2 separate regions of the Mus musculus genome follow, and region 1 is linked to region 2. The links are chromatin contacts, called in public HiChIP or PLAC-seq maps. All regions are on one chromosome and are shown on one strand. Each heading gives the region's core, a stretch centred on a gene start, on an enhancer-like site or on the middle of the called end of the contact. The rest is flanking DNA. Distances are from core to core; before and after follow the strand shown.

What was found. HiChIP or PLAC-seq counts read pairs in DNA pulled down with a chosen protein or histone mark.
Region 1: an HNF4G HiChIP or PLAC-seq map of pancreatic cancer cells shows a contact between it and region 2. The contact joins the enhancer-like site here to the promoter of Sgpp2 in region 2. A contact is called at or near these places in 1 of 484 Hi-C or Micro-C datasets (nephron progenitors), 2 of 115 datasets of contacts at active chromatin or transcription factors (embryonic stem cells and pancreatic cancer cells) and 1 of 9 other capture datasets (pancreatic islet).

What each region holds. Positions count from the first base shown.
Region 1 is chr1:78,446,721-78,450,342 of GRCm38.p6, reverse strand. All of the region lies in intron 15 of Farsb (phenylalanyl-tRNA synthetase, beta subunit), which reads left to right. Among named protein-coding and RNA genes, the nearest start is that of Farsb, 40 kb to the left of the region's middle. Within about 2 kb of position 1,937, at least 59 of the 459 cell types and tissues checked have an H3K27ac peak or open chromatin away from gene starts, as enhancers often do. A contact at or near this core is called in pancreatic cancer cells, where this site is marked.
Region 2 is chr1:78,308,146-78,312,130 of GRCm38.p6, reverse strand. Sgpp2 (sphingosine-1-phosphate phosphatase 2) reads right to left here and starts at 1,785. Exons shown (of 5, transcript NM_001004173.2): 1 at 1,629-1,785. The coding sequence starts at 1,712.

The DNA.
Region 1 (3,622 bases), core at 688-3,187, 140 kb before region 2:
TTATCCAGCATCCACATGTGGAATGCGGCTTTCTGAAGAGGGCTTATGTCATCAGTCTGGATTAATTTAATTTCACCATTTCATATTTTTTGGCATGTAGAATTTCCAATTAATAATTCAAAAAACATGGGTGTAAGGAGACTGACGTTAACAGTTTTTGAAGTAGCATCCTTCTCATATGAGATGGCATCTTAGCTGAGTAAATATATCATTTTTAATATAGAAAGTTATTTTTGTGTGCTTGGTTCCACAAAGTTAAGATCTGCTAACGTGAGTATAATGTGCCTTGTCATGCATCCAGTGCTGTATTTTTTTTTAATAGATAAAAATCCATTCCAGGTTTCTGTTAACAACATAGAAGCCAACCCTCAGGAATATAAATTTCCCCTGGATGCATTGAGCATTTTAGAGATTTCTTTTCACATTTGTTTCTTGGCTTCTCAGCATCATTTTAAAATAAAAGTGTATACTTTGGTGCTGCCATATAAAAGCATTTTAGGAAAGTTTTTGCTGGATTTTTTTTTTTGTTCCTTACAATTGAACATATATTTTTAATATTCTTAAGCTTTCATGAATATGTTTTATTGATTTAGGAATTTTGTTCTTCTGTTTAATTAAAAAAATAAGATCTACAACTTGTCAGACATTCCACATCTAGAATTAATTCACTGCCTGTCCTTGCATATATCTGTGGCCATGTTACACTTCTGTGTGCAGCTACAAAGAAAGTGATAGTTTTGTAGTTTATACAGATGCGGTTACACTTAATCTAACCTATCTGGATGCATACTAGTGATCTCATTTTTAATAGTTGTATAATAGTCTACCATATGGAAAGCAGAGTGAGCATGAATGAATGATGGTCCTGAGACTTTTCCTAAAGTATGTCTTTAAGTGAGTATCATTTTCCCTTGAGCAAATAATTATTTTAGAAATAATTGTCAGTCCCTAGGTATATACATTTAAATATTTGATAATTTAGTAAATTATTTTCTAAACTTTTTAACTGATTTTTTTTCTCTTTTTTGTTTTTGTTTTTGTTTTGACTTTGTTGGTTTTGAGTCAGGTCTTGCTCTGTGATCTTGCCTATCTTCAAACTTACATCCTGCTTACAGGTTCACATGAGCCAACATACCCAGCATATAGTTATGTCTATACATATGTCGTATATGGTACTATATTGCATACATTAATTATACCTATAAAATGGATTTTACTATGCCATTTTCTTTTCTTCCTGTTCTCCTCTTTTTTCTTAAAACAGCTACATCTGGTTTGGTTGGAACTTGTAAACCAGGCTGGCCTCCAGTCTGACTGCCTTTGCCTGGTGCTGGGATTAAGGGCACCCACTGCCTATTGTGCCCTGTGTTTTATTCACACCCTCATGGCCTGTAACCCCGTCACTGCCGCTGATCTCCCCATCTAGTCCCTCCTTCACTTCCATGCCTTTGCTTACTTATTTCACTATACTAATTTATAGTCCTGTAAGGAATACATCAGGATTCTTGGTTCCCTACATTAGCTGTGGTCATTTAGAACATGCTAAAATTCTTTAGGAGGCAGGTCTGCAGCATGAGTTACGGTTTTGTGAGTACCAGTGTTGAAAATGCTGCTGGAAAGGTAGCCATAGATGCACCAGTGAAGTGCTTCATTCTCTGAGTCTGGCCTACTGTGAATCTCCAGCATGAGCACAGTATCAGCCCTTGATTTTTCCAGAAGCTTTTTGTTCTCCCCTTACACTTTTGTTCTGACAGCATCTTTATTTGGCGTCTGGGTACATGTGAGTGTAAGGATGACTCTGTACCCTAGATGATATTATTACCAGAAACCACTAATTCCCCTCTAATCATTGGTGCAACAGGATCTACACTGCCTGGAAGCCGATGGCAAAGCCTAGGATATGAGTCACATGCTCAGCACTGTGTGCCACTCCCTTTTCTTTTCCTTAAACAAACCAAACAAACCCTCATGTGTTGTATTCTTTGAGCTCACAGAACTGCATCTAGCCACCCCTCCTTTGGGTGGTTTAGATCAGCTCTCTCCAGGCAGTACTTTGAAGTCTGTGCAATACATGGATAATTTAGGCTGACATACTTGGCAGGCCCATTTAAGAAGCAGAATTGTTTGATGGCATGACACAAGAGGTCTGTTAACTGAGTTATAAAGAACCAAGGCATTTCCAACAAACCCTAGCCTTGGCATGAAATCTAAATAGTTCTTACTTTGTGGCATGCAGTCTTTACTTCCTGTGATGTAATATGGCCTCTCCTGCAGAAGGCAAGGAGGTGGGAGTTTTAGCATACCTCATCATTTTTCTGTGGGCGATGATGGGAATGGAGAGTGAATGTTTAAACAAAATATGAAGAACCAAATCCAGAGGGGGTGGTACCTCTGGAAAATGTGAAAAACCGTGGGGTAGGGAGGACACCTAAATAATGAGGTTAACACGCAGCCCTCAAAGTATTGCAAAATTAAACCTAGAAGTTAGTTTATTATTTCCCACATAAGTTATAAATATCCTGAAACTTTTCTTAAAAGAAATAAACTTTAATTTTATTTTTTATCTTTTTGAAGAGAAGGGCTCATGTAGCCTAAGATAGCGTTAAACTCACTGTGTCCCCGAGGATGCCCTTGAACATGAGATGCTAGTGCCACCGTGCAGTGCTAAAGCACTCTGTCAACTGACTCTGTTTGCAGCTCTTTTTTAAAGTTTTAACTGTAAATTTTTTTTTGCTATAGTTCCTCAAAGCACATAAATTGCTTTAAAACTTCTGTGGTTTTGGTCTAGATATTTTACTGTTATCAAGAAAGGTTCACTTTAAATAATTTGGAGATTAGGAAAAAGTAGACCAAGGCAAAGATTACCAAACTAAGGCAGCTTCTCATTTGCATTGGTGAGCCCTTGGAATGGCGGCCTTACTGTCGGCCTGTTCTCTCACGGTGAGTGTGGAGCTACAAAGTGGGTTCAGTGCATGCCTGTGTTCAAGTGGAGGCCTTGACACCAACACATGGGGACCACATGGCAGGAGGACCCAGAAGCAAGTCAGCAGTATGAAAGGGCCATTTAGCTCTGTTGCACTTCATTTTCTCCCTTCAGGAGGAGAAAGACTGTGTGTGTGTGTGTGTGTGTGTGTGTGTGTGTGTGTGTGTGTGTGTGTATGTGTGTGTTTACATTTCTGCAGCAGAATTAGGCCTCTCATATTAGTTTACACATATTGTTGGGTTCCCTGGCATTTATACCTGCCTGATTTTAATATTATCCTTAGCCTCACCTTTGATTAGAGAGTTTAGATATCGGAGTTCTTGGTCCTTGGTGGGAACAGTAGCACAGGTGGCAGCGCGGCACTCGTCCCTTAGGCTGCTTTGGAATAGGATCCACTCTGTGCTCCTGGCCTGGCATGGTAGTTGCCTCCCTGTGCTTGCCTCTTTCCAGACTTTAGTTATGTATTGAGAAAATAAGTGTTTAGTTTGTGTCAGTCCACTAGTGTCACTGGGCATTCTCGTGTAAGGAAGACTAGAGTGCCTCAAGCTTAGCATGCAGGAAGTGTTAACTGGTGAAAACCGTTCTTTCTCTGTGTCTATTCAGTCAGGAGTTACTGAGAAGATAATCTTCATAAATTAA
Region 2 (3,985 bases), core at 536-3,035:
TGTTAAGGATTAACCTTTCCACATCTTTTAAAATGAACCTAAAAACAAAAAAAACCTCATGAACCCTTCCCTTATCAAAAGGTCTTGAGTTAATTTTTTTCCTGTTATGGCTACTACAGGGATTTAATATCCTGAACTTTCAGTTTTCTTTTACTTATTTCATGGACTTCAGTAATCCAAGCGCTGGGAACGAGAACCCCACTCCTTGATTCCCCAGACTATCTGGGACTACAAGAAGGAAGAAGCCTTCCCCAGAATGTGCAGGCAAGTAATCAAGGGGATTGTGTAAAAACAATTTAAGAAACATTAGTGGAAAAATTCAGTCCTGAATGAGGAAGAGCAGGTACAGGGGAGACAAGTCGGATAGAGTGCAGCCCCCCACCCCCACCCCCGCGCTGGTCCTGAGCCTAAACAGAGCGCCTGTACAGGAAAACGCTTCCCGTGGGGGTGGGGCATTGGGCTTATGTGCTAGCACCTTTTGAGGCAAGGCTCTGGCAAAGAGAGATGTCTTGAATTAATCTCAAAGCTATCAGCATGCCGTGAAGTAACTATAAAGTGAAAATATTTTGAAGAATTTCTCTAGCTGAGAATACACAACTAGCCTACTGCCACTTTTCAAATGAATTCTGTAATTTGATGCCTCTATTATTCTGTCCTACACAAGCGCCAGGTTCTTAAGTAGTTATCTATATATAAGGACGTGTCACCTTCCAGTCACCAGAATCTCTCAGAAAGAATAAAACACTGAAGAAGGGGGGTGGGGGAGGCGGAGTAGAATTGCTTCTGTCCTGGTTTGTTATTTTCTACTTAAGCCGAGGGAAAGGGCAGCTGCTGGTGGTGCCCAAGGGAGACAAGCTTTCCTAGCTGCCATCTGCCGCCTGCCTGGTCCTTTCAGCCTGGAGGAGTCCCTGTGCACCTCATAACGCAAAGCTGCAGTAGGGTTGTATAACCTTGCTCCGGATGCAAAGCATCTACCGAAAAGGCCGTAAGAGCCAATCATAAAAGACCAACCAGTGCCTCCAAAACTAGGGGGACGTCGGGAGGGAGACAGTGTTGAACTCCCATCTCTGAGGTTAGGTTAGCTGGGGGGCGGGGCTGTGAATTCCCAGAGGAGTCCAGGGCGGGTGTTCAGCAAAGCAAAGCGCGCGACTGGGATGTCTGCACGGAGTAGGAAGGGGGGATGCGGCAGCAACCTAAGGACTTTGAGGAGTTCTCAGGCTGTGTCCCAGGGAAGTGCCAAGGACATCCCCGCTCCTCTTTTCAGTTACGTAACTCTCACACTTTGGGTGGAATCTAACGAACTTACTCACTAAAGTAATTAAAGTAGAAAGTCTTTCCGCGGATGCATGCAAAGGTGGTGTCTGAAAAGAAGTGACTGACTGCCACCTGCAGCGAGAAAGGGTGGCATCGGGTGACTGTTCCCCGCCGTGCCCTTCCTAGGATGGAAGCCGGGTGGCGGCGGTTGGAGCCCTCCAATCCCCATCTAGGAGTCACCCGGAGCCGCAGGTAAGCAGGCGGCCGTCGCCCTCCTCCCCAACGGCAGACACCGAATCCCGGTTGTCGGAGAGATGAGAGACCTCCGGGACCCCTGTCGCCCACTTCGAAAGGCCCTTCTCCCTAGGACTGACCTCCCGCGCTGGGAAGAGCCCGCAGCGGCGCTGGAAGCGCGCCACGAGCTGTGAATCCCGCAGGCTCCGCAGCAGTTCGGCCATGGTGAGCCGTGACCCCGTTCCTCCGACCCGCAGCCACGCGCGTCCGTGTCCTCAGCGTGCGCCCTGGCCTCGCGTTCCGCAGCCCGATGCTCCCAGCGCAGGACGGGCGGGGCGCGGTGCCAGCCAACAGGTGCGCCACCCGGGTCCTAGCGCCCGCCCTACACGCGGGCAAGCCCAGGTGTCCGCCACCACCTTGCACACGTCACCGTCCCCTTCCTAGCCAACCGGGCGGCCCCAGCCCCTTACCTGCCTGCTGGAGAGTGTGCTTGCAACTGCGTGGACGGGTCCACGTGCATGACCTATGCGCCATCCCCACTCCCGCGCATCCTTCCAAGTGCTGCCGGAAGCCTGGACGCTTTGTGACCCTCCTTTCAAATCTGGAGTTCAAGGTGAAACTGGTCGCCACTACACATGTGTCCCCCACATCCCAGCTCCCTGCCCCAACCTTTGCTTGTTTTCTGAAAGACTTAATTCCCAGGGAGTCTGGTTCCTAGGGAGAATTCTCAGTGATTTCTAAACTTCCTGAAATGTTTCCTTCTCACAGGCCAGTCACCTCATTCAAATTTGAGAAAGAATAGCAGAAATGCGGAGAGTCAACCCGGGTGATTTTATGGAAAAATAGAAATCTCTTTCTCTCTCCTACCCGCTGTGTGTGTGTGTGTGTGTGTGTGTGGTCTCTCTCTCTCTCTCTCTCTCTCTCTCTCTCTCTCTCTCTCTCTCTCTCTCTCTCTCTCTCTCTTCCTCTCTTTCTCCCTCCCTCCCACATACCTCCTCCCTTTTGGCCTTGGGAAGACTTTAGACCCAAAGGGAACAAGGTACTGAGCGACTACCAGGCGCCAGCCACTGCTTAGAAGAGCAAAGGAAACGTCCTGCAGATGGTTTTTCCTGAGCTTTCCTAAACCTCCCTTCCGGGTCTCTGAGATCCTAAGATGACCTCTGTACCTCATTGCAGGGAGTGAGAAGCAACAGTTAAACGAGGGCCAGGTGATTGGCCTGCAGCAAAACTATAATCCAATCCTTAGTTGGGAACAGAAGGCTGCGGGGGGGGGGGGGGGGGTTTCCTGGCCGCCCTTTTAAAGCCTGCTATTTGGCGGAATAAAGGACCGTGCATGAACACCTGCCACCACCCTTGCTTATCCAGTTGTCCTTCTAGGCTGGGAAGTCTTCGGTTCCTGATACGTGAAGATGATCTGGTCCCCTCTCATTCCAGTTTTCTGACTCCCTTGTTCCTTAGTCCTATCTGGAGAACATGTCAAGGTCGCTAAGTCAGCAGTGGCTTGTTCAGAGATTCTATTTTCTTTCCTCTTCCAGAGGAAAATGCAGCCCTATGTCATACTCAGTCATGTGTGGCTGAAAAGGCAGTTGCCTCCACCCCTAGTGCTGTAGTGATTTTTGTTTTTAAAGATTTATTTATTTATTTTTATGTGTATGAGCACACCAGAAGTGGGCATCAGATCCCATTACAGATGGTTGTGAGCCACCATATGGTTGCTGGAGTTGAACTTAGGACCTCTGGAAGATCAGCCAGTGCTCTTAACTGCTGAGCCAGCATTTCAGTCCTCTCCCACCCCCAAAGTTTGATTTTAACAGCTGACATTACAGTAGCTCCCAACCTGAGCCTTTATACATTTAAAGAATATGTTCTCCCAGGAAGACCCTTGAATTGCATGTCTCCTAAATGGGTCGCTCCAACCTTTCTATTTCAGAAAGAGAGAGAGAGAGAGAGAGACAGAGAGAGAGAGAGAGAGAGAGAGAGAGAGAAACCTAAAAATATGTCAAAATATGTCATACTTAATGTGGTACCAAATTAGATTTCTTTCAGGTCTTTGACTCAAGTTTTTAGTGACTCATGAACCCTGAGATAAGTCACCGTGGTTTTTGTTTCCTTCTATGATGAGACACTAGTCTTCATTTATTGTCTTTCTTAAGAGACTGTTGTGAAAATCTTCAGAGGCATCACGAGCCAGTTACAGCAATATGCACTGTGACAAAGGTCCTGCTCTACATCCTATGTCTCCTTCCATTGACGCAGGCTCTCTCACAGAACCTGGAGCTAGGCTGGCTCTGCCCTCCACAGTTGCTGGGGCTACAAATGCCACATTGCCACATCCTTCGGTCCTCATGCACTCACAGCAAGTGCTCCTATCCACAGAGCCATCTCTCTGGCCCTTTGTATTTTATTTTTTAAAGACATGGCTTTGTGATATAGCCTCAAATGTCTTCAGATTCTCAAATATGTCTGCCTCTGCCTGGCAAGTTCTAGATTCCAGGTA